Regions from separate parts of the Mus musculus genome. Here regions 1, 2, 3, 5, 6 and 7 are each linked to region 4. A link is a contact called in public Hi-C, HiChIP or PLAC-seq and promoter capture Hi-C data. All regions are on one chromosome and are shown on one strand. Each heading gives the region's core, a stretch centred on a gene start, on an enhancer-like site or on the middle of the called end of the contact. The rest is flanking DNA. Distances are from core to core; before and after follow the strand shown. Region 1 holds the start of Pld3 (phospholipase D family, member 3). Region 2 has its middle 6.0 kb from the start of Sertad3. Region 3 holds the start of Map3k10 (mitogen-activated protein kinase kinase kinase 10). Region 4 holds the start of Hnrnpul1 (heterogeneous nuclear ribonucleoprotein U-like 1). Region 5 holds the start of Zfp235 (zinc finger protein 235). Region 6 holds the start of Zfp112 (zinc finger protein 112). Region 7 holds the start of Blvrb (biliverdin reductase B (flavin reductase (NADPH))).

Region 1 (2,700 bases), core at 162-2,661, 1.8 Mb before region 4:
TCCACAGAAATGCATGGGCAGGTACATCAATGGGGAAAAAAATTAAAAACAAGTACCTCTGCTTTTCTCCTGGGGGGGGGGGGGGCGGCAGGTGGGGAGGGGCAGAGAGATAAGTAGGCTAAGTAGGTAAAGGCCACCAGGCCAAGCTATCCTCTGGTTTTACATACAGTGTAATAAAACATGTCATTTAAAATTAAAAAATATATATATTAGAGGGGTTAAAACAGCAAACTCAAAGTTCCTACAACTACGTCTGACAGGTATTCATTAAATCTGAACTAAACTAGTGACAGACTGGGACAGTTGTAGACCTAATGTAAGTTGCATGCAGATGTGAGGTGGAAACCAAGTATATAAGACTATTTAGCCACCCTGGCATGATAGCAGAGGCTTTTAATCCCAGCACTGGGTAGAGGGGCAGAGGCAGGCAGTTTATCTGTGAGTTCAAAGCCAACCTGGTCTATGTAGTGAGTTCCACGACAGAAAGAGCTACAAACAGAGACCCAGCTTCAAAAATAATAAATAAGTAAATAAACAAACAAACACACAAACAAAACAACTTTTCAAGTATCTTTCATTTACTGCCCACAAATGAAGAGGAATGTTCTATTTCTATTGTATTTCAAGTTAAGGTTCCCTTCTCCTGGCTAGGATAACAATGCAAAATGCCCCCTTTTAAATTGAGGAACATGCATTAGTCATTATTTTAAATCGCTATTTCAGGACTCAGGAAAGAGGCAAACAATCTTCTTGACTGTTGTTTTGCTTCCTTTGGGCTTCCCTCCTCTATGTTGTTAGAACTCTCAGCTACAATCCCGATCCACCGAGCTGTTGGTATGCCAAAGACATTCATCAGGATCCACACGACGAACATAGGAGCCTGAGATTATCGGTTTTCACTAAACAGAGAAAACTTGGGCTCAGAAAGGTAATGACACAGGCCCAGTTCTTGCAAAGGGAAGCTGGGATTAGAACCCAAACCCGCTGGCCTGCTAGCTCGGGCAGCTCCCGCGCGGGTACCCATCATCAGTGCTAACGAGGATGGAAGAGTAACATGGAGAGCTCTGAGAGCAGAACGGGTGTGCACGACCTGACGTCCCATTACACGGGTTCTACGGTCAGCTTCTGGGCCCCCATTGTACAGAAGAGGAAACTGAGGCTCAGAAAGAGAAATCATTTATCTGATCGTACAGTATGGGCTGCGCGGGAAGTCCAGACCCCCGGCCACCCCGTATCTCCATCCCTAACCTCCTCCGTCCCAGTCCCGCACCTCACCTGGCACTCTGGGGCCCGCACCCCCACGAGGCGCCCGCCCGCCCTCCGGGTCGCGCCAACTGTCAGACACTCCTCCCTCGGCCTGGGCCGCCCGCCCCGGAAGTCCTGCCCTTGATACCGGAAGCCAGACTGCACCTTCCACCAGCCGCTCTAGCCCTCCTAGCCTCCAACCAGCAAGAGAGTGTGGGGCGGCGACCATCACATGACAACACAGAGCCTCGGTCGCGAAGAACGCCGCCAATCAGAAAGGATCAAGTCTAGCCCCCACCCTGCCCGCAGTCTAGCGCGACTGCGCCTGCGCACAGGTGGGCGGGAAGGCGGGGCTAGGTTCTGGAGTAGAAGACTCTGACGTGCAGGTACTGTGCGATCTGGTGCGCGACACCTTGGCTGCCCTCCCTGTGTCACCCTCTCGTCTATAATGCATCTCTTCTATATCGTCCTTGGCCCACTTAGGTGCCCTCATCCCTTCTCTTAAATCATACCCCACTTAAATCGTCACCACCCCTCCCCTTCTGACGCCATGACCTCTCTCACATCGCCCCCTCCTTTAAGAAGTAATTTTTGTTTTTTTGTTTGTTTACAATTAATTGAGTATCTGTGACTGCATTTACCCGAGGAGATCAGAAGATGTCTAATTCCCTGGATTTGTAGTTACGAATGGTTGTGAGCCATCCCATGTGAATGCTGGGTTTTCTAGTTCAGGTCCTTTGGAAGAGCAACAAGTGCTTTTAACTGCTGCACCATCTCTTCAGCACAAACATTGTCCTTTTTATTCATTTTCATTCCCCTTAAGCCCTGATTGGCCTTATATGCTCAGTTTTCTCTTTTTATGTGACAGGGTCTCCTTGTAACCTCAAAGTATGTCAGCTCAGACACGCCCCTGCTGTCCCCAGTGCTCCGCTGGTCACTCTTCCATCTTTGTTAGCACTGGGTACCTGTGCGGGAGATTAGCATTCAGTCACCAGTGCAACTCAGGCTGGCCTTGAATTTTAGATCCAATTGCTCAGCCTCCTGAGTGTGGGGATTGCAAGCACTGATGAGCCGGTCTCTCTGTCATCATTGTCTTAGTCACCCACACATCTCCTTCATGAAACCCCCATTTCCCCTAAATCTCTTCATACCAGTTATTCTTGTACTTCCTGTTTCCATCTCCCCTTAGATTACCCTCAAATCGCCCTGGTGTCTCCATCTCTCCACTAACACATCTGTATTCAGCATTACCCACAAGGAGCCACCCAGCCTTATAGCTTTCCCTCCTCTGTGGGTACACGTTTCACATATTTCCATGGTGTGGGATATTATATGGTATTCTATGGTATCCCAGGGTCCCAGCTTCACCCCTAAACCTGTGGGAAACCCAGGCCACCAAACCATGCCTCTCCAATTCCTGCTTTCCCATTTGTAAAATGCACAGTAGCCAACAGG
Region 2 (2,707 bases), core at 95-2,594, 1.7 Mb before region 4:
CACAAAAGCAACTCTGAGGTTGCTAGTGACATTTGAAACAGTCCTGTGTGGTCACCAGAAAATAAGCCATTCCTCATATCAGTGGGATAAACTCCTTGTACCTCTTGCTGTGTTTGGATCCCTTGGCCTTGTTTTGTAGAGGTGAAGTACCCCTGGATCATGTCCGAGTTTTTGTCTTTCACTGTCTGAATCATGTTCCAGCTGCTTGACCCTACCGTGTGGGTTCAGAGCTCGTTTGGGCGTAACAACTAAGTCTCTTTCCAGATCAGTATAATAAAGGAGTGATGTGCAATAAAAAAAAAAAAAAAAAAAATAAGTAAATCTGAAAGAAAGAAAGAAAGAAAGAAAGAAAGGAAGGAAGGAAGGAAGGAAGGAAGGAAGAAAGAAGGAAAGAACCTACAAGCTGTCCTCTGACTGGTATGTGTATATGCACTTGAGTACAGGTACACGGCAACAAAACAAAACCCCAAAATCTCCCACCTGACCTGGATGTGGTAGTTACATAAGATCCTGTCTCAAAGGATAGGGTGGTAGAGTGTGGGTGTGTGCCTATCTCATACAAAACCCTGGATTCAATCCCTGGTATTAGGGGGAAAAAAACCACTCCTTCTAACCAGTGAGGTGGGGCCCAGGCACACACTGCCAATCCCACCTCCACCTCCTTTTCCCAGGTACGTACCCCATCTCTGTACCCAGCGGGAAGTCCTGTGGCCACACAATGAATATCAGGAAGATGGCAGACAGGTTCAAACCCAGAACAGCCACAAACCTCCTGGACAAAGCTGCTTCTCTCCTCTGTGAAAATTTGGCCTTCCTGAGGGGCTGCAGTGTGCGTGCCTCTATGGGGCTTTTGTTGTTTATTTGAGGGAAGGTTATGTGTGGTGGTGGTGGGTTTTTTTTTGGGGGGGGGTAGTTGAAGGGACAGACAAACAAGATTTTTCTGTGTAGCCTTAGCTGTCCTAGAACTCACTCTGCAGACCAGGCTCGCCTCAAACTCAGAAATCGGCCTGCCTCTGCCTCCCAAGTGCTGGGATCAAAGGTGTGCACCAGCACCTCCCAGCAAAAAAATTAAATATATATATATGTGTGTGTGTGTGTGTGTGTGTCTCAGTGTTTTGCCCATGTTTATGTCTGCACTACTTGGCCGGCTGGTGCACAAAGAAGACTTTGGATCCCCTGGGACTGAAGTCGTGAGCCCCCATGTGGAGCCTTTGGAAGCACAGCAGTGTTCTCAAAGGCTGAGGCACATCTGCAGCTCTCCTTTCCTGTTTTCTTTGAGGCTGCATCTCAGTGCACTCAAGGCTGGCCTTGACCTCACTCTGCAGCTCAGATTCCTTCTAACGTCCATCTGCCGGGATCTGGGATTACAGGGCCTGTGCCACCTGGACTGCCAGTGTAGGGCACTTCCTCCCCTTTCTTCTCCATCCTAAACTGGCAATCCTCCAGTGCCCCCCCCCCTCAGTAAAGCCCAACCATCACTTTAGTTATGGCCTGAGCTTCCTCCTGCCCCACAGACTATTCACCCAGGACCTAGCTGGAGGGAGGGTCCTCTCTCCTTTTCTGTCCACCCCATATCCCTGCTCTCTTAGGCTTCACGTCCAGAAGCTTTAGAAAGTAAAACCTAAGCCAGACACGCTATGTACCTGTAATTCTAGTGATTGGGCACTGTGCTAGCCAGGAAAATCAGGTCATCCTTGGCTACATAGAGTTGGAAGCCAGCCTGGGCTGTGTGAGACCTTGTTTCAAAAAACAAAAAACAAACAAAAAAACAAAAACAAAAACACAAAAAAACAAAAAAACAAAAACACCCCTAGAACCCAACAAAACAAAACAAAACAAAACAAAAAACAAAACAATTCTTTATGAGGCTAAAGAGATGACTTAGAAGTTTAGAGCACTGACTGCTCTTCTAGAGGTCCTAGGTTCAATTGCCAGGACACATATGTTGATTCAAGGCTATCTCTAAAACCAGTTCCAGGGGATTGAACACCCTCTGACCTCATTGGATACCAGGCATGCACAGACATACATGCAGACAAAACATCCATACACAAAAAATAATAAAAACAATTCTAAAAAAATCTCCAGGAGCCCATGCCTCCACCCCTACTTCCTTTGCAATGTTTTTTTTTGTTGTTGTTGTTTTTTGTTTTTTTCTTTTTGAGTCAATAGCCTACACTGGGTTCAAAATTACGCCGATCCTCCTGTCTCAGCAGCTCGAGTGCTGGGATTGCAGTTGTAAGTCGACATGGCCTGCAAAGCCTGGCTTTCTCTGAGCTACTTCTTCTCGATCACATTACATTTATTCACTCATGGCATGCAGGTAGTGCAGCACATATGTCCAAGTCAGGAGACAATTCACAGGAGTTGGTTCGCTCCCTCTATCATGTGGGGCCTGGGGATTGAACTCAGGTCATTAGGCTTGGCGGCAAGCACCCGTAACTGCTGAGCCATCTTGTCAGTCTGGACAACTCAGGCTTCGCAGACCTCCCTAGTTCTGGCCATCTCTACTTCACTGTAGTGGCAGTATTACTATTAGTAATATTGCTGTTATTTCCCTGTTACTGAAAACATGGTCTAGGACTGTTACTCTTGCTGCCTCCGTCTTCCAAGTGCTGGGATGACATGCCTGGCATCACTAACTGCAGGGACCACGTGTAGTTTGTCAATGGAGCCATATGCTTCTCTGTCCCTTGCTCATGTTTTT
Region 3 (2,827 bases), core at 5-2,504, 1.9 Mb before region 4:
ATATATAGGCAGGTAGAGAAACGGCCTTCCTGCCAGGGTTGTTTCCTTCCTTAGAGAAAGGTTAGAAGGACAAATGCCTAGGCAAAATGTTAAGATGAGAGGACCCATAAGTCTTATAAAATGCTAAACACAGAGCCCTTGTAACGACTCCCAACTCAGCGATTGTCAGCTTGCCTCAATAAAGCTCCACACACGCACACCTTTGTCCCTCTCAGTCAGTTCTTTGCCTGTCCCACAAATAAACTCAACCAGAATCTTAGTTACCGTAGGGGGCAAAGATGGGTCAGCTCTAAAGGGCATATGCTGCTTTTGCGGAGAACCTGAATTTGGGTCCCCAGCACCCACATGGGGTGGCTCACAACCGCCTGTGACTGAAGTTTCCAGGAGATCCAACGCCCTCTTTGGGTGCGTGCACGCACGCACGCGCGCGCGCACACACACACACACACAATTTAAAAATACGATCACTGACAGTGTTTGTTTTTCAATTTTTCAATTTCTTTTAAACTGCCCTTGACTCTTGCTTTGCCATTTATAATTTAGCAATCTTGAACAAAGTGAGTTTGTTTCTCTGAGTCACCTGTAAATGAGGCTCTTCGTGAAGATTTAATGACATCATCTGAGCAAAGCCCCCACCCCCGGAAACCCCTCCTTTCAGCCCCCTCTCTCCAAACTGAAGCTCATTATAGGAGGCAGAAGAGTATAGACAAGTTCTTACTGCAGATGCCAGTGATCCCATAGCTGGTGAGGCAAGCAAATCTGGCTATGAAATCTTCGAGACAGTACACTTCGCCCTCCAGCCTGCTCCTGCCCAAAGAGGCAGCACAAGTCTGTGCGTTAACTTGCTCCAGTCACCCATTGCTCTCTGAAGCAGGTGGTTCAAGGAGCGCAATGGTCCACGAACGAACTACATTTCCCAGCATGCACTTCCAGCCAGGGACCCTAGAGACTATCCTGCGAACCTTGTCCGAACCGCTTTAGGAGTATCGGTCCGTAATCTCCATTCATTCAGCTCCTATGTTTCCCTTGGCTAAATGAGTCAGTTACCGTGAACTCCAACATGAACGGGTCTCCTGCAGGGCTTGTAGAAAGCGTTGGTTCATTCGCCCTGATAGGAGATAGGGCCTAAGGACCAGGGCTCATGTAGCCTGGGACGAACCCAAGGCCTCGCAGCTTGGGACTACAACTCCCAGGCGGCATCGCGGCGGCAGCATAAACACGTCACTGGACACCGCCAAGAGCCCCGGCGGGGAGAGGGACTTAGGGGGCCGACCAGGAGCCGGCTGAGGAGGATGGGGGCCGCCCACGCGTTCCTCGCGTGAGGAGGCCGAGGGGCGCGCCACCCCATCCCGGGGCGGCCGCCCCCGGGGCGCCGCCATCCCTGCCCGGCCCTGCGGTCGTGGCTGAGGATGCGGAGCCGGGGGCCGCCGGTGGAGCTGCGCGGGGTGAGAGGCGCGGGGAGGGGCGGCCGCTTGCTGCCCTCGGCCTCGGCCTCCGCCGGCGGGCCCCGCTCGACCCGGCCCTCCCTGCGCCCTGACATCGTTGGGGACAGGTGAACCTAACGCCTCTCCTGCACAGCCAAATCCGAGGGATCGGTCCTATCGTTTGAAAAAGGTGTTTTTTAGGTTTTTGGGGTTTTTTTTCTTTTTAATTCCTTCGCTCCAGCGGAGGCCCCTCCCCCAGCTATGGTCCCCAGGAGCCCCCCGGGGTCCGCAGGGACTGTCTCCCATCCCGGCCTCCCGGCCCCGCGCTCAGCATTCCGCGGGCAGCCTGCGTGAAGCGGCCTCCCGCAGCCCCCGGCCCCTCCCCCATGGAGGAGGAGGAGGGGGCGGCGGCCAGAGAGTGGGGCGCGACCCCCGCGGGGCCAGTGTGGACCGCCGTGTTCGACTACGAGGCGGTGGGCGACGAGGAGCTGACCCTGCGGAGAGGCGACCGCGTCCAGGTGCTTTCCCAGGACTGTGCGGTGTCTGGAGATGAGGGCTGGTGGACAGGGCAGCTGCCCAGCGGCCGTGTGGGCGTCTTCCCCAGCAACTACGTGGCCCCCGCTGCACCCGCCGCACCCTCAGACCTCCAGCTGCCACAGGAGATCCCCTTCCACGAGCTGCAGCTGGAGGAGATCATCGGTGTCGGGGGCTTTGGCAAAGTCTATCGCGCCGTATGGCGTGGAGAGGAAGTAGCGGTCAAGGCCGCTCGGCTGGACCCTGAACGGGACCCGGCAGTGACAGCGGAGCAGGTCCGCCAGGAGGCCCGGCTCTTTGGAGCCCTGCAGCACCCCAACATCATTGCCCTGAGGGGCGCCTGCCTCAGCCCCCCAAACCTCTGCCTGGTGATGGAATATGCTCGGGGAGGTGCATTGAGCAGGGTACTGGCAGGTCGCCGGGTCCCCCCTCATGTGCTGGTCAACTGGGCTGTGCAGGTGGCTCGGGGCATGAACTATCTACACAATGATGCCCCTGTGCCCATCATTCACCGGGACCTCAAGTCCATCAACAGTAAGTGGTATCCTCTCTCCCAAAACTCTTCCGCTGAATCTTATGAGGCCAAGCCCAGATCGTTGGAAAGGGCAATGGACAGCAGATGGCACTGCATGGGGCAAGCAGGGCCAGGTGAAGGGGGACTTTGGTTGTATTAATAAGAAAAGGGAAGCTCAGAAAGGTCTCTTTCATTCAGTAGGTCAATGATGGTGTATCCATGGCACTATGACAGTCCCTGTGTTCATTGCCACTTGCAGAGTCTGTCCTCATGATGCCCACAACCTGATCGTGGCATTGGAGTCTACCAGGCAGAGATGGACAGAGCTGGCTTAGTTGAAGCCAGGGCTTCCCAA
Region 4 (2,707 bases), core at 203-2,702:
TCCGACGTGGGCGAGGGGCGGGGTGTCTGGACTGGAACCTCGGGCCCACGTGAGTGTCTGTCCCGCTGCTGAGTGGGTGCTGTGTGTCTAGGTTGCTGTGGTGTGAGCTTGTAGCGTGAACTGTCTTAGCTGAGCTTTGTCGCACGATGCTGCATGCTTGTGCCACACCTACACTGCCGTTTGAAGTCTTATCCTGAATTGATGCTTTTGGCCTGTCACGCCTATTCATTTATTGTGGGATGTTTGCGTGTGTCTAATAGAGAGTGTTTGTGGCTTTTGTTGGGAGTTAAGGCTATAGATGTCGGTGCACATTTGCGTTGTGCGTCTCGGTGTTATTTCACTAAGTTTTTGTCTTCTGAGCAAAGGGCGACAGGTGTATGGATTAACACAACCTGTCGTAATTACGGATTCTCGTGTGCGAATTGGTCAGAGTAGACACAGCAAGATTGAGGTTGAGCAACAACGGTTTAATGGATTCGAGATGGAAAGCCGCGAACTTCTGCAGCTATGCCCAGAGCGGGAAGGCTCTATGGTTGCGTGCAGAGTGGCTTGTCTAGCAACCATAGAGAAAGCGCCCTGGGAGGTTGTGCATCAAAGGGAGGGGTGCGATTTACCACACAACTTTTCTCCCGTTGTTAGCCTAGCCCCTGCTTTCAACCCTTCAGCGCTCTCCAGGACCAATTTTGTTGTTGTTGTTTCTCATAAAGGCAACTGGGTTTCTAACAAACGATGAGTAACAGATCCACTTGATTTTCATTCCGTATTATACCCTGCTGTACGGAGAACTTTGAGAGGCAAGCCTCTCAAGAATGGCCAATCTAGTTCGCTTTTTCTAAAGCGCTCAAGCTCTGGCAGTGGTGAAATATAACAGTAACTGCGATTGGCGAACAGGTTGTTTTGAAACCGCCCTAACGGCAAGGGGCGGGGCCTCGGTGAATTAATCTCCTTCCGGTTCCCGAAAGGCAACAGGAAAGACGAGGGTTGGCCGGCCTCTTCCCGCCGCATTTGATTGGTTGTGGTGGTTTTACCCGCTTGGCCTCCGCGAGGGGGCGTGAGATGAAGACCAGTTAGAATGTGTTTTACAGAGAGTCTGAGGGAAGCACGGCGCGGAGAGACTGGGCGGTTGTTCTGAGATCTGGCTGCTAATGGCTCCAAGTCGTTACTCCCTTTCCTTCATTTGACTGTACCGCAGCGGGCGCGCGAGCGCTACCCAATCAGCGCTTGCTCCGCCTCTCGCCTTTTCCCGCCCTCCACTCTGGCCGCGACTTCAACGTAGGCTAACGCTTCCTCTTAGGCAGCTCCTGAGCCCTCTAGTACCGTTCTTTTGAAAGCCACACTGTGATTGGCTTGGTTCCCGGGCCCGCGCCCGTTGCCCCATGCGCTGACCAATTGAGACTCGTTTTACATCGTACGGTCCGGGCAAGGGGGAGGAGGCGGCGGCGGCCATCTTGAGCCGCCGCCGCCATTGGAGTGGCCCCCCCTTTTCCCCCTTCGCCTCCTGACAGGCAAGGTTTAGGGGGGACAGAGCCCTGGGAGGCCGGGCCAGGCTCGGGGGCCGCCCCGGGGGCCCGGGCCATGGATGTGCGTCGCCTGAAGGTGAACGAACTTCGCGAGGAGCTGCAGCGCCGCGGCCTGGACACTCGCGGCCTGAAGGCCGAGCTTGCTGAGCGGCTGCTGGCGGCGCTAGAGGCCGAGGAGCCCGAAGACGAACGGGAGCTCGAGGCTGACGACGATCCGGGGTTACCTGGGCACAACAACGAGGAGGTCGAGACCGAGGGGGGCTCCGAGCTGGAGGGGACCGCGCAGCCACCGCCGCCCGGGCTGCAGCCGCACCCGGAGCCCGGCGGCTACTCGGGGCCGGACGGACATTGTGAGAGTGCGCGGGGCGGGGGACCGGGGAGCCTGGAGTCCGGGCCGAGGACGGGCTGTGGGACGCGGGAGCTCGACTCCACAGAGATCCAGGAGATGGTCTGAGGAGCCAGGGATCCTGCCACCTGCCGTTGTAAAGGATCTGCGGCCAGGGCCTCGGGGCAGCCTGAGGGCGGATCCTGGCCTTCGGTGCAAGGAAAACCGTGTGGAGGGGGATGGATTTTATTTTAAGGCGACCAGGGTCCTAGCGGGCGGGCGGGGAGGATTTTATATCCTGGGATTCGGAGACTGGAAACTGCTTTGGGGTTCTGTTTTGTGGCTTTGAGTTGGAAAAAGTCGGAAGAACTAGACGTTTTAGGGAAAGGGGTGTCGGGGGGCGGCGTCTTGGAAAATGAGAGATTCTAGCCGAGCGGTGAGCTGACAGCTTGGGGTAGCCATGCTAGTCCACCGTTTGGGCTGAGTCTCAAAAGCTGGATTTTCAGGTAGCGGAAGAATGGCCTAGGGTGCAGGTCAGGGAGAATTTTAAGGGTAGAAGATCTTTGATTTTCTTCACGGATGGGATAAGATCTGCTTAGTGCTGGGGGTGGACTGGCACTTTGGACCTACGGGTGTCCAAGGCTGGGAAGAGTCTCCCAAAACATGGACTGAACTCTCCAGTGTGTGCCAGGTGGCCTTTTAGGAGGTAATGAAAGACCAGCAGATTTGGAAACCCCTATCCCCAACTCCTACATTTCCTCGAGGTTACAGGGTCAACCTTGAGGGCAGGTACAACTTGTATGTTTGGTACTGGGAGGTCTAGGCTATCTAGTTGGCTTCCAGAGGAGATTTGGGATCTAAA
Region 5 (2,800 bases), core at 265-2,764, 1.6 Mb after region 4:
GCGTAGCCCTGGATCTCCTGGAATTCTGTTTGTAGATCAGGCTGGCCTCAAACTGAGAGATCCCTTTGTCTCTCGCTCCCGGGTGCTGGGATAAGAGGTAAGCACCACCATGCCCAGCTGTGGGTCCTTTTTAAGAACACTGAAGTCTCATTTTATATTATATTATAAAAGCTAAAACTTCAACTGCTCAGCTATAGGAGCCTGATTCAGCAGCAGAGGCAGAGTCCCTGAATAGAATCCTCCAGTCACAGGCTGTGGGAGTGATGGTAGAGCACAGGGTGTCTGGGTCACTATTCTACTGCTATGAAGAGACACCATGATCAAAGCTTGTTTCAGAGGCTTAGTCCATTAACATGGCAGAAAGCATGGCTCCCTGCTATTTCCAATCATTCAAATACATAGATGTATGGGGGCCACTGTTAGTCAAACCATCACACTCTGCTACCTGTCTCGATAAGCCTTTGCCCATATCATAATGCCAAATGCGTTCAGCCCAACTTCAAAAGTCCCCACCATCTATTGCAATCCCAATATTTTTTAAAAATCTAAATGTCAAACTTTTATGATACTCATGACAATCTCTTCATTGTAATTCCCTGTAAAATCAAAATCAAAAAGCAGACCACATAATCCAATGTGTTATGGCATAAAATATACTTTACCATTTCTTAATGGGAAGGCAGTATAGTGAGGAAACACTGGACCATAGCAAGACTAAAAACCAAAGGTGGAGGCCAAACTCTGCATCTCCATGCTGATGTCAAAGCACTCTTCAGATGCTTTACTCTTTCGGCTATGTTGGCTGTAACACACTTGTCTCTCTCAGGCTGGTTTCACCTCAGTCTGCAGCTCTCTGCAGCTGGGATCCCATAGTTCTGGCATCTTCAACATCTTGTGGTCTCCGACATAATCCAGGTTCACAGCTTCACTCAATGCCCTCTCTTGGCCACTATGCAGGAACTCTCCTATACTACAACTGCCTTCAGGGCATTTCCTTCATTACTAAGGGAGGCTCAAGAACCCTTTTCTTGTATCCTTGACTCTAAAGCCAGAACCAAGTGTTTCTTGTATCCTTGACTCTAAAGCCAGAACCAAGTGGCCAAAGCTGGCATGTTCTGCTGCTCGATGGTCTGGACCTTGGCCCCATCCGATTCTATGTCCACTATCTTTCTGGAACTGATGGCCTTCCTCGTGCTGAAGCTGGAACTGATGGCCTCCCTCATGCTGAAGCTGTACTGATGGCCTCCCTCATGCTGAAGCTGGAACTGATGGCCTCCCTCATGCTGAAGCTGGAACTGATGGCCTCCCTCATGCTGAAGCTTTTCCTCTTCCTTCTCACAGGCTGGAGGCTTCGCTGGGTGGGGTGTTGCCCTGAGGTCAGCACTCCCTTTATAGCATTCAGAATCAGGCTTTTCCTTAAGCCTTCACGGTGCTTCTTTTCTCCTCACACTCCACACTGCATAGTTCTTTCTGTCTGGCTTGCTCCTCCTCATGCTGGATCTCCATGAGAGCGACTGCTAATAACCACAAGACACAGTCAACACAAGGCTGTCTGGAAATCTCCCCTGCTTATGCCAGTAATACAAAACTCATCAACTTAGCTTCAGGCAGATTTTTAGGATGAGGACAAAAATCACCCACTTTTTTTCCTCAGTATATGACTAGAATGGTTTAGGCCATGTACTGTTTGCCTCTGAAACTTCTTGAGCTGCCCCCCACCCCCAGCTCAAATTGCCCTTGTCTTGCATTCTCCTCCTAGGATGACCCACTAAGCTCTACTAATCAAAAAGCACTTAATAATTTTGTAGTGGAAAGTCCTAAAGTCTTCCATATTCCTTCAACAAACAGCATGGTCAGGCTTGTCACAGCAATACTCCAGTCCCTGGTACCAACTCCTGTCTTGGTCACTGTTCTATTGCTTTGAAGAGATACCACAAGTCCAAGCAACTCTTACCAAAGGAAGCATTTAACTGGGGGCTGGCTTACACTTTCAGAGGTTTAGTCCTTTATCAGAGCAGGAACATGGCAGCAGGCAGGCATGATGCTGAAGAAGTAGCTGAGACTTAGATCCTGATCCATATGCAGAGAGGCAGAGAAAGAGAAATGGACTCACATGTGCTTTTAAAATCTTGATGCTCATACCCAGTGATAGACTTTTTCCAAGAAGGCCACGCCTGCTCACCTTTTAAATCCTTTCAAGGAGTTCCACTCCCTGAAGACTAAGCATTCAAATATATGAGCTATGGGGGCATTCTCAGTCAAACCACAACCTGCCTAGAATCCCCCAGTGAAGGGCTGGGAGCCTGGCTCAGTGGTAGTACTGACACCTGACGTATGTGACTCCTGTATTTGTGCCATAATTACTCTTCTTCTTCCAAACATGCACACACACACACACACACACACACACACACACACACACACACACACTAATTGGAAGCAAAGGGTAAGTAAAACTGGAAAAGCTGTTTTCTTGAGTGCACCAGAAGCTAGGTTTGAGAAACACTGGATTTAACTCATAGCCAATGCTGTGTCCTTGGATATTCACCACCCATACAACCTACAGATACAACAAAAAAAGAAAACCATTTATTGATTCTCACAATAAAAGCAAAGTGCCATATTGAAGCCGGCAAGAAGACTCCATACCAGCTAGCCTGACCTCTTAGTGTGGCAGAAACAAGAGACCCTGCCCGTGGCCTGCAAATGCCTTGGCAGGTACAGGCCCGGGGACCTGAGTTCAATCCTTGAAACACACACAGTGGAAGGAGAGAGCTGACTTTCTGTAATTTACATCTGC
Region 6 (2,706 bases), core at 12-2,511, 1.6 Mb after region 4:
TATCCCGTCCAGAATTAATTAAAAAATATTAGGGTAACTTCATAAGTGGATCTGCTAATGAGTAAAGAGAGCCTCACTCCTCAGAACAGACAGATTGACAGAAGGATGCTAAGGTCTACCCCTGTGTATTAGTTACTTTTTGTTGCTGTGATCAAACACCATGAATAAGGTGTGGAAGAAAGCGTTTATTTTGGCTTTCAGTTCCATAATAGTAGGGACAGCATGGCAGGTGGCAGACTTGTCAACAGGAGCAAGAAGCTGAGAGCTCCCTTCTGAAACTCAAGCATAGCGAGCAAACACCTTGGAGGCTGACCCCGCCCCATGACGTATTTCTCCAGCAAGGCCACACCAGCCAAACCTCCAGAAACAGCACCCCGCCCTCTAAACTGTGGACCTGGCATCCAAAGGTTGGACCCTACGGGGTCATTTCTCATTCAAACGACTGCACCACTACCACGTTCTCTGATGCCTCTTTCCCCTGCAGCACTTTTTATATAAAGGATTAAGAAGACAACTTGCTCGGAGAAACCGGACTTCAGCTAACACCTCTCCCGGCCCCCGTAAGGCACAGTGGACACTGCACACAAAGCTGGGAACGATTGTCTCAACAAAAACAAAACAAGTCATTAAGGACTTTGATAATGGGGACAGGCTGGGTCCAGAGACCCTACAGCAGGAGCTCTGAGACCATCCGTGGGTCACTAAAGCGTCCAGCTTCTCTGAAATTGGAAAGCACCGATAGTAAATGTCCCATTTCCTACCGCGCGTCAGCAGTTTTGAGCCTTGCAGGAAACTCTAGATCACTCTTGGATAGGTACCAAGGCGTGGTGGAAAGCATGGAGGCAGAGATGGAGAGTCTGAACTCCACTGCTGGGAGATGGCATCGTGACCAGAGCTAGGGAGGCGGCTGGGGGTGCCCATCGCCCAGGAGACCCTCCATCCAGGTGACTGACAGCCCCGGGCCAGGCCTGAGTCAGTGTGTGCAATCGCAGCACACTCGGGCATGCTCTTCCAAAGTAAGTTCACGTTCTACCTTTCCGAGGCAGACTTCCTTACCCAGGATACAAGCCTGGTGGCTATCACCCAGGGCAACCTGAAAAGGATCGCTCACACTCGGGAGGGGTCAGTAAAGGGGAGGGCTCACCTTTCTGAAAGGAACGGAACAAGGCCTCACACACCTGGGGCGGAAGTGACTCTTCCCGCATAGGCAGCCAGGACTACACTTCCCAGAATTCCCGAAGGTTGCGGGGAGAACAGTCTCCTGCAGTCTCCTGCAGAGGATCTTGCACACTGAGGATTCCCAAACTACATTTCCCAACCGGAAGGATGGCCTCTCAGCCCCCCCCCCCCACCTGCAGCGGAAGTTATCTTATCATCCCGGGGATGGGAGGGTCATGAACTACATTTCCCAGAATTTTCAGAGTCCTTGCCTTCCCCGAGCGGAAGTGCCATGGAGTAAGGAAACCGGACTTCAGACTTTTGAAAGTCCTTGGCATACCCTAAGCCAAAAATCTTCGAACCACGATGCTTTCCCTGCTTTCTGTGGAAGATTGGGATAAACAGCGCTTTCCCCAGAGCACGTCAGGGACTGCTTGGGTCTACAGTTCACGGGATCTGCAGGGCCTGCCTTAACCCCAGCGGACCTCCCTTCCAGATCATTTGCATAGTCCTGAGTTTAGGGATTCCCCTTATTATTATTATTATTATTTTTTATATTTTTTATTAGGCATTTTCCTCATTTACATTTCCAATGCTATCCCAAAAGTCCCCCTCCCCCCACTCCCCTACTCACCCACTCCCCCTTTTTGGCCCTGGAGTTCCCCTGTACTGGGGCATATAAAGTTTGCATGTCCAATGGGCCTCTCTTTCCAGTGATGGCCGACTAGGCCATCTTTTGATACATATGCAGCTAGAGTCAAGAGCTCCGGGGTACTGGGTAGTTCATAATGTTGTTCCACCTATAGGGTTGCAGATCCCTTTAGCTCCTTGGCTACTTTCTCTAGCTCCTCCATTGGGAGCCCTGTGATCCATCCAATAGCTGATTGTGAGCATCCACTTCTGTGTTTGCTAGGCCCCGGCATAGTCTCACAAGAGACAGCTATATTAGGGTCCTTTCAGCAAAATCTTGCTAGTTTATGCAATGGTGTCAGGGTTTGGAGGCTGATTATGGGATGGGATTCCCCTTATTTAATTCTGCTGATTATCACTATTCACCTTCAGCTCTCCAACCTCCACTGTCTTTATAAAAATCTTGGAAAAGAAAAGCTTTTCAAACGTGACACTAGGACAAACTCAACGTAACTAATCCCCACCCAGTTCAAGAAGCAATTCTATAAAAAGCATGGAAGCAGGAATGCAGAAAAAGGTAAATCAAGTACAAAGGAACTGAATTAATAATTTTAAATATTTAATGTATGTGTGCGTGTGTGCACATGTGTGCTTGGGCACATGTATATGCACCATTGCGTGTAGTGCCCAAGAAAACTAGAAGAGGACGTCTGTTTCCCACCTCCCTCCCCCATAACTTGACTTTACAAACCCGTTAGCCAACTGACGTGGGTGCCGGGTCCTCTACAAAAGTGGTGCGTGCTTTTAACAGCAGAGTGAGCCCATCAACAACCTAAGTTTGGATTTTCAAAAAGGATTTATGTGTATGAATTTGCATGTATGTGGAAGACAGAGGGCAGCTTGCAAAAGTCAGTTCTT
Region 7 (2,700 bases), core at 57-2,556, 1.7 Mb before region 4:
CTTGAACTTGCTGCGCAGCCAAGGATAGGTTTGATCTCCTGAGTCTCCTACCTCTGCCTCTCCAGGGGTGGGGGAAATTACAGGTCTACACCACCACAGCCAGCCTGTAGTTTGTTTTCTCTGGGAGGCCCAGGGCGCTCTCCTTTGCCACGAATTAAGGCCCTCATTAAGTCCCTGGGGGAAAGGATAGCCCATGGGGGGCGGGGGGATGGAACTTCTAGAAAAAGCCTCACCCAAAGCAGGAGCTGTGCTGGGAACCAGCAGGGACTGGGCTCTTTGTGGCCTCCACCCTTTTGGGGCACTCTGATAGTCAATATCTTAAGAATCGCCAAGGCTAGCAAGGGTGTGGCTCTTTATCTGGAACTTTCACGTCTGGTCCAGAGTTAACTTCTAGACTGAGGAGCCAGGGGATGATGGGGGATCCTGCGCCCTCCCCTCGGGAGGCCCCAAAGCTCAATGTCCTTCCCAGGACTTCAGTTCTTGGACTGCCCCTCTCTTATAGGGTGATCACCTCCATTCTCTTTGAAGTAAGTTGCTGCCTAACCTTTTCGATTTTCTGTTCCAGTGACCAAACTATGAGCCTGCAGACAGTTTTTTAGTGCTTAAGACCACGGACCGGAGTTCAAATCCCGACACAGCCATGTACCAGCAAGTCCTCTCCGCCTCAGTTTTCTTATGTGTCAAGTGGGGTAACACACTAGTTCCCATTCCAAATGAGGGTCACCAGAATTTTAACACGTGTAAGGAGATGGCCCGGCTGGCTGGATGCCAAGCTAGTCCTGGCTCAGAAAACCCTTTCTGGGTGTGCTAACTAGGACCACCACCACAGTTACGACATTTCATAAGAACCCCTGGTTTGCATAGAACTGTCAGAGGAGTCCTCCAGGTTCCCACAGTTAATTCCTTTACGCCTTGAACCCACATAACGCTGAATGTCAGAGTCCTCCATTTGTGCCCCCGTGACCACTTGCTGGCCCACAGGCTGGGGCACACACCGCCCCGTGTGGTCTCCGCCCGGCCCCCAGGACGACTTTTCCCAAAACTCCGCCCGGTGTTCATGACTTCCCCCACCCGCCCCGGCTCCTGCCTGCTTGCACCGCCTGCGCCAGTGTGGTGAGCCCGGTCCTGCCGGTGGCACCGAAGATCGCGATCTTCTTGACAGTCATGCTGCGGGGTCCAGGGCCGGAAAAGCTGAGAACTCCGAGGACGCGCGGGAACACAGTGGCTGCGAGGAGGCGCGCTGCGGGTCCTCCTCGACCCAGAAGGAGGGGGCGGGACCAGACAAGGTTCCAGCCTCCGCCTCACCCTCCTAATTTGGGTTCAAAGGGCGGGACCGAGGCGACCACGCCTCCCGCTGGAAAGAGCATGAGTAGGCGGAGGAGTCAAATTGCATTTCCAGAGCCCCTTCTCCGATAGGCGCTTAGACGTAGAAGCCACGCCCCTTCTAGGGAAGGGAGTGGGCGGTGCTAGAGCAGTTTGTCACTTAGCGCTCTGCCTACTAGAGACAGCCACCCTTAGTGGGCGGGGCTGAGCGGGGCGGGGCCGGCCGGGGCGTTACGCCCACCGTGCTCTCTTTGCTCACGCCCCCTTACAGACAGGCTCTGAGATGGTACTTCCCTCTACCAAAGCGTCCTCCCAACAAGCAAGAGGGGTGTGTGGGGTGATTTTGTGCCTGTGTGACCCTCAGTGACCACAAGGGACAGCATGGTTGTGGGCGACACCCGGTTTCATTCCTTGTGTTGCAATGTGAGTTGTGTATAGAGATCATTAATGTTATTTGGCGTCCATGGGGGTGATACTGTGAGGGGTACTCAGCCTGTGTGATATGGTAAGCTGTAATGGAGTGTGATACTTTCGGATTGGGAAGGTTTGGGACACCACATGGGTGCGTGATATGATCCCATTTATGTGTGACTGTGTGTGACATCAACTGAGATTCCTTTTGTGTCTTGTTGAGGCTCTGATGTATGGGTGTGTAGCAACACAGGGTGTGTCATCTTTTGTGCCTAGGCAACTGGTGTGACATTTTAAGCGTGTAAGACTATGCGATTGTGAACTTTGTGTTGTGTGAGCGTAGATACTCTGTGACACCTTGGAGGTGTGTGACATGCCTGACTGTATGTGCTATTGGTGGTGGTGGCTGTATGTGAGTGTGTCACAGTGCGTGGTCCTGCAGAGCACTATTCCATCCTGTGATACTGTTCAAGTGATTTCATGTGACCCTTATTGTGGTGGTGGCAGTATTTGAGTAACAATGTATGTACGATCCTGCAGGGCACTATTTACTGTATTGGTAACTACTGGTGATATCTGAGTGTCACTGTCAGTGGTGGCTATATCAGAGTGTGTCACAGTGAATGACCCTGCAGGACACATTCCAGAGAGGAAAACATTGCAAGTGACTGCGTGTGACAGACAGTTAGAAGGTTTGACCCTGACTGACCCCTTACGAAGGAGTGACACCATGAGAGTGTGCATGTGGAGAGAGTGTGTATGACGTTGCCAGGGGCCCGGTGTGTGAGTGGCAGTGTGGGAGTGTGTGACGCTGCCTCGAGCGCTCGCGAGCGCGGCTGTGCATCACACGCGTGGCCCGGTGTGTGACAGCGCGGGCGGCGGGGCGGCGTGCGGGAGGGGTCCCGGGGGCGTGCGGAGCGGCTGCGGCGCGTGGGGGGAGGCGCGGCGGCGGCGGCGCATGCGGAT

The links. Promoter capture Hi-C pulls out the DNA fragments that hold promoters and counts their contacts. A called contact is a pair of places that touch in the nucleus more often than the background predicts. HiChIP or PLAC-seq counts read pairs in DNA pulled down with a chosen protein or histone mark. Capture Hi-C pulls out chosen DNA fragments and counts their contacts.
Region 1: a promoter capture Hi-C map of liver shows a contact between it and region 4, with 4 times the contacts expected there. The contact joins the promoter of Pld3 here to the promoter of Hnrnpul1 in region 4. A contact is called at or near these places in 4 of 39 promoter capture datasets (cranial neural crest, liver, pre-B cells and 1 more), 4 of 115 datasets of contacts at active chromatin or transcription factors (acute myeloid leukemia, embryonic stem cells, large pre-B cells and 1 more) and 2 of 9 other capture datasets (adipose tissue and liver).
Region 2: a promoter capture Hi-C map of liver shows a contact between it and region 4, with 5 times the contacts expected there. The contact joins the enhancer-like site here to the promoter of Hnrnpul1 in region 4. A contact is called at or near these places in 5 of 39 promoter capture datasets (the HPC-7 cell line, cranial neural crest, frontonasal cranial neural crest and 2 more) and 4 of 115 datasets of contacts at active chromatin or transcription factors (astrocytes, embryonic limb bud, large pre-B cells and 1 more).
Region 3: a promoter capture Hi-C map of pre-B cells shows a contact between it and region 4, with 3 times the contacts expected there. The contact joins the promoter of Map3k10 here to the promoter of Hnrnpul1 in region 4. A contact is called at or near these places in 5 of 39 promoter capture datasets (cranial neural crest, embryonic stem cells, frontonasal cranial neural crest and 2 more) and 8 of 115 datasets of contacts at active chromatin or transcription factors (astrocytes, embryonic forebrain, embryonic stem cells and 5 more).
Region 5: an H3K27ac HiChIP or PLAC-seq map of double positive thymocytes shows a contact between it and region 4, with 5 times the contacts expected there. The contact joins the promoter of Zfp235 here to the promoter of Hnrnpul1 in region 4. A contact is called at or near these places in 1 of 39 promoter capture datasets (hippocampal neurons) and 2 of 115 datasets of contacts at active chromatin or transcription factors (double positive thymocytes and large pre-B cells).
Region 6: a promoter capture Hi-C map of hippocampal neurons shows a contact between it and region 4, with 6 times the contacts expected there. The contact joins the promoter of Zfp112 here to the promoter of Hnrnpul1 in region 4. A contact is called at or near these places in 1 of 39 promoter capture datasets (hippocampal neurons) and 2 of 115 datasets of contacts at active chromatin or transcription factors (embryonic forebrain and neural progenitor cells).
Region 7: a contact with region 4 is called in a Hi-C map of B cells, with 8 read pairs. The contact joins the promoter of Blvrb here to the promoter of Hnrnpul1 in region 4. A contact is called at or near these places in 4 of 39 promoter capture datasets (cranial neural crest, embryonic stem cells, frontonasal cranial neural crest and 1 more), 1 of 484 Hi-C or Micro-C datasets (B cells), 4 of 115 datasets of contacts at active chromatin or transcription factors (astrocytes, forebrain, large pre-B cells and 1 more) and 1 of 9 other capture datasets (embryonic stem cells).

Annotation. Positions count from the first base shown.
Region 1 is chr7:27,551,929-27,554,628 of GRCm38.p6, reverse strand. It overlaps Pld3 (phospholipase D family, member 3), which reads left to right and starts at 1,411. Exons shown (of 14, transcript NM_011116.2): 1 at 1,411-1,631. 2310022A10Rik (RIKEN cDNA 2310022A10 gene) reads right to left here and starts at 1,339. Exons shown (of 10, transcript NM_175107.5): 1 at 1,276-1,339.
Region 2 is chr7:27,466,473-27,469,179 of GRCm38.p6, reverse strand. It overlaps the pseudogene Pgam1-ps2. Among named protein-coding and RNA genes, the nearest start is that of Sertad3, 6.0 kb to the left of the region's middle. Within about 2 kb of position 1,344, at least 15 of the 459 cell types and tissues checked have an H3K27ac peak or open chromatin away from gene starts, as enhancers often do.
Region 3 is chr7:27,673,008-27,675,834 of GRCm38.p6, reverse strand. It overlaps Map3k10 (mitogen-activated protein kinase kinase kinase 10), which reads left to right and starts at 1,254. Exons shown (of 10, transcript NM_001290528.1): 1 at 1,254-2,492. The coding sequence starts at 1,811. It also overlaps a transcript of Zfp607b not described here.
Region 4 is chr7:25,753,504-25,756,210 of GRCm38.p6, reverse strand. Hnrnpul1 (heterogeneous nuclear ribonucleoprotein U-like 1) reads left to right here and starts at 1,452. Exons shown (of 15, transcript NM_144922.3): 1 at 1,452-1,870. The coding sequence starts at 1,576.
Region 5 is chr7:24,131,086-24,133,885 of GRCm38.p6, reverse strand. It overlaps Zfp235 (zinc finger protein 235), which reads right to left and starts at 1,514. Exons shown (of 5, transcript NM_019941.3): 1 at 663-1,514.
Region 6 is chr7:24,110,875-24,113,580 of GRCm38.p6, reverse strand. Zfp112 (zinc finger protein 112) reads right to left here and starts at 1,261. Exons shown (of 5, transcript NM_021307.2): 1 at 1,145-1,261.
Region 7 is chr7:27,446,584-27,449,283 of GRCm38.p6, reverse strand. It overlaps Blvrb (biliverdin reductase B (flavin reductase (NADPH))), which reads right to left and starts at 1,306. Exons shown (of 5, transcript NM_144923.3): 1 at 1,088-1,306. The coding sequence starts at 1,166. It overlaps Sptbn4 (spectrin beta, non-erythrocytic 4), which reads left to right and starts at 2,695. Exons shown (of 36, transcript NM_032610.2): 1 at 2,695-2,700.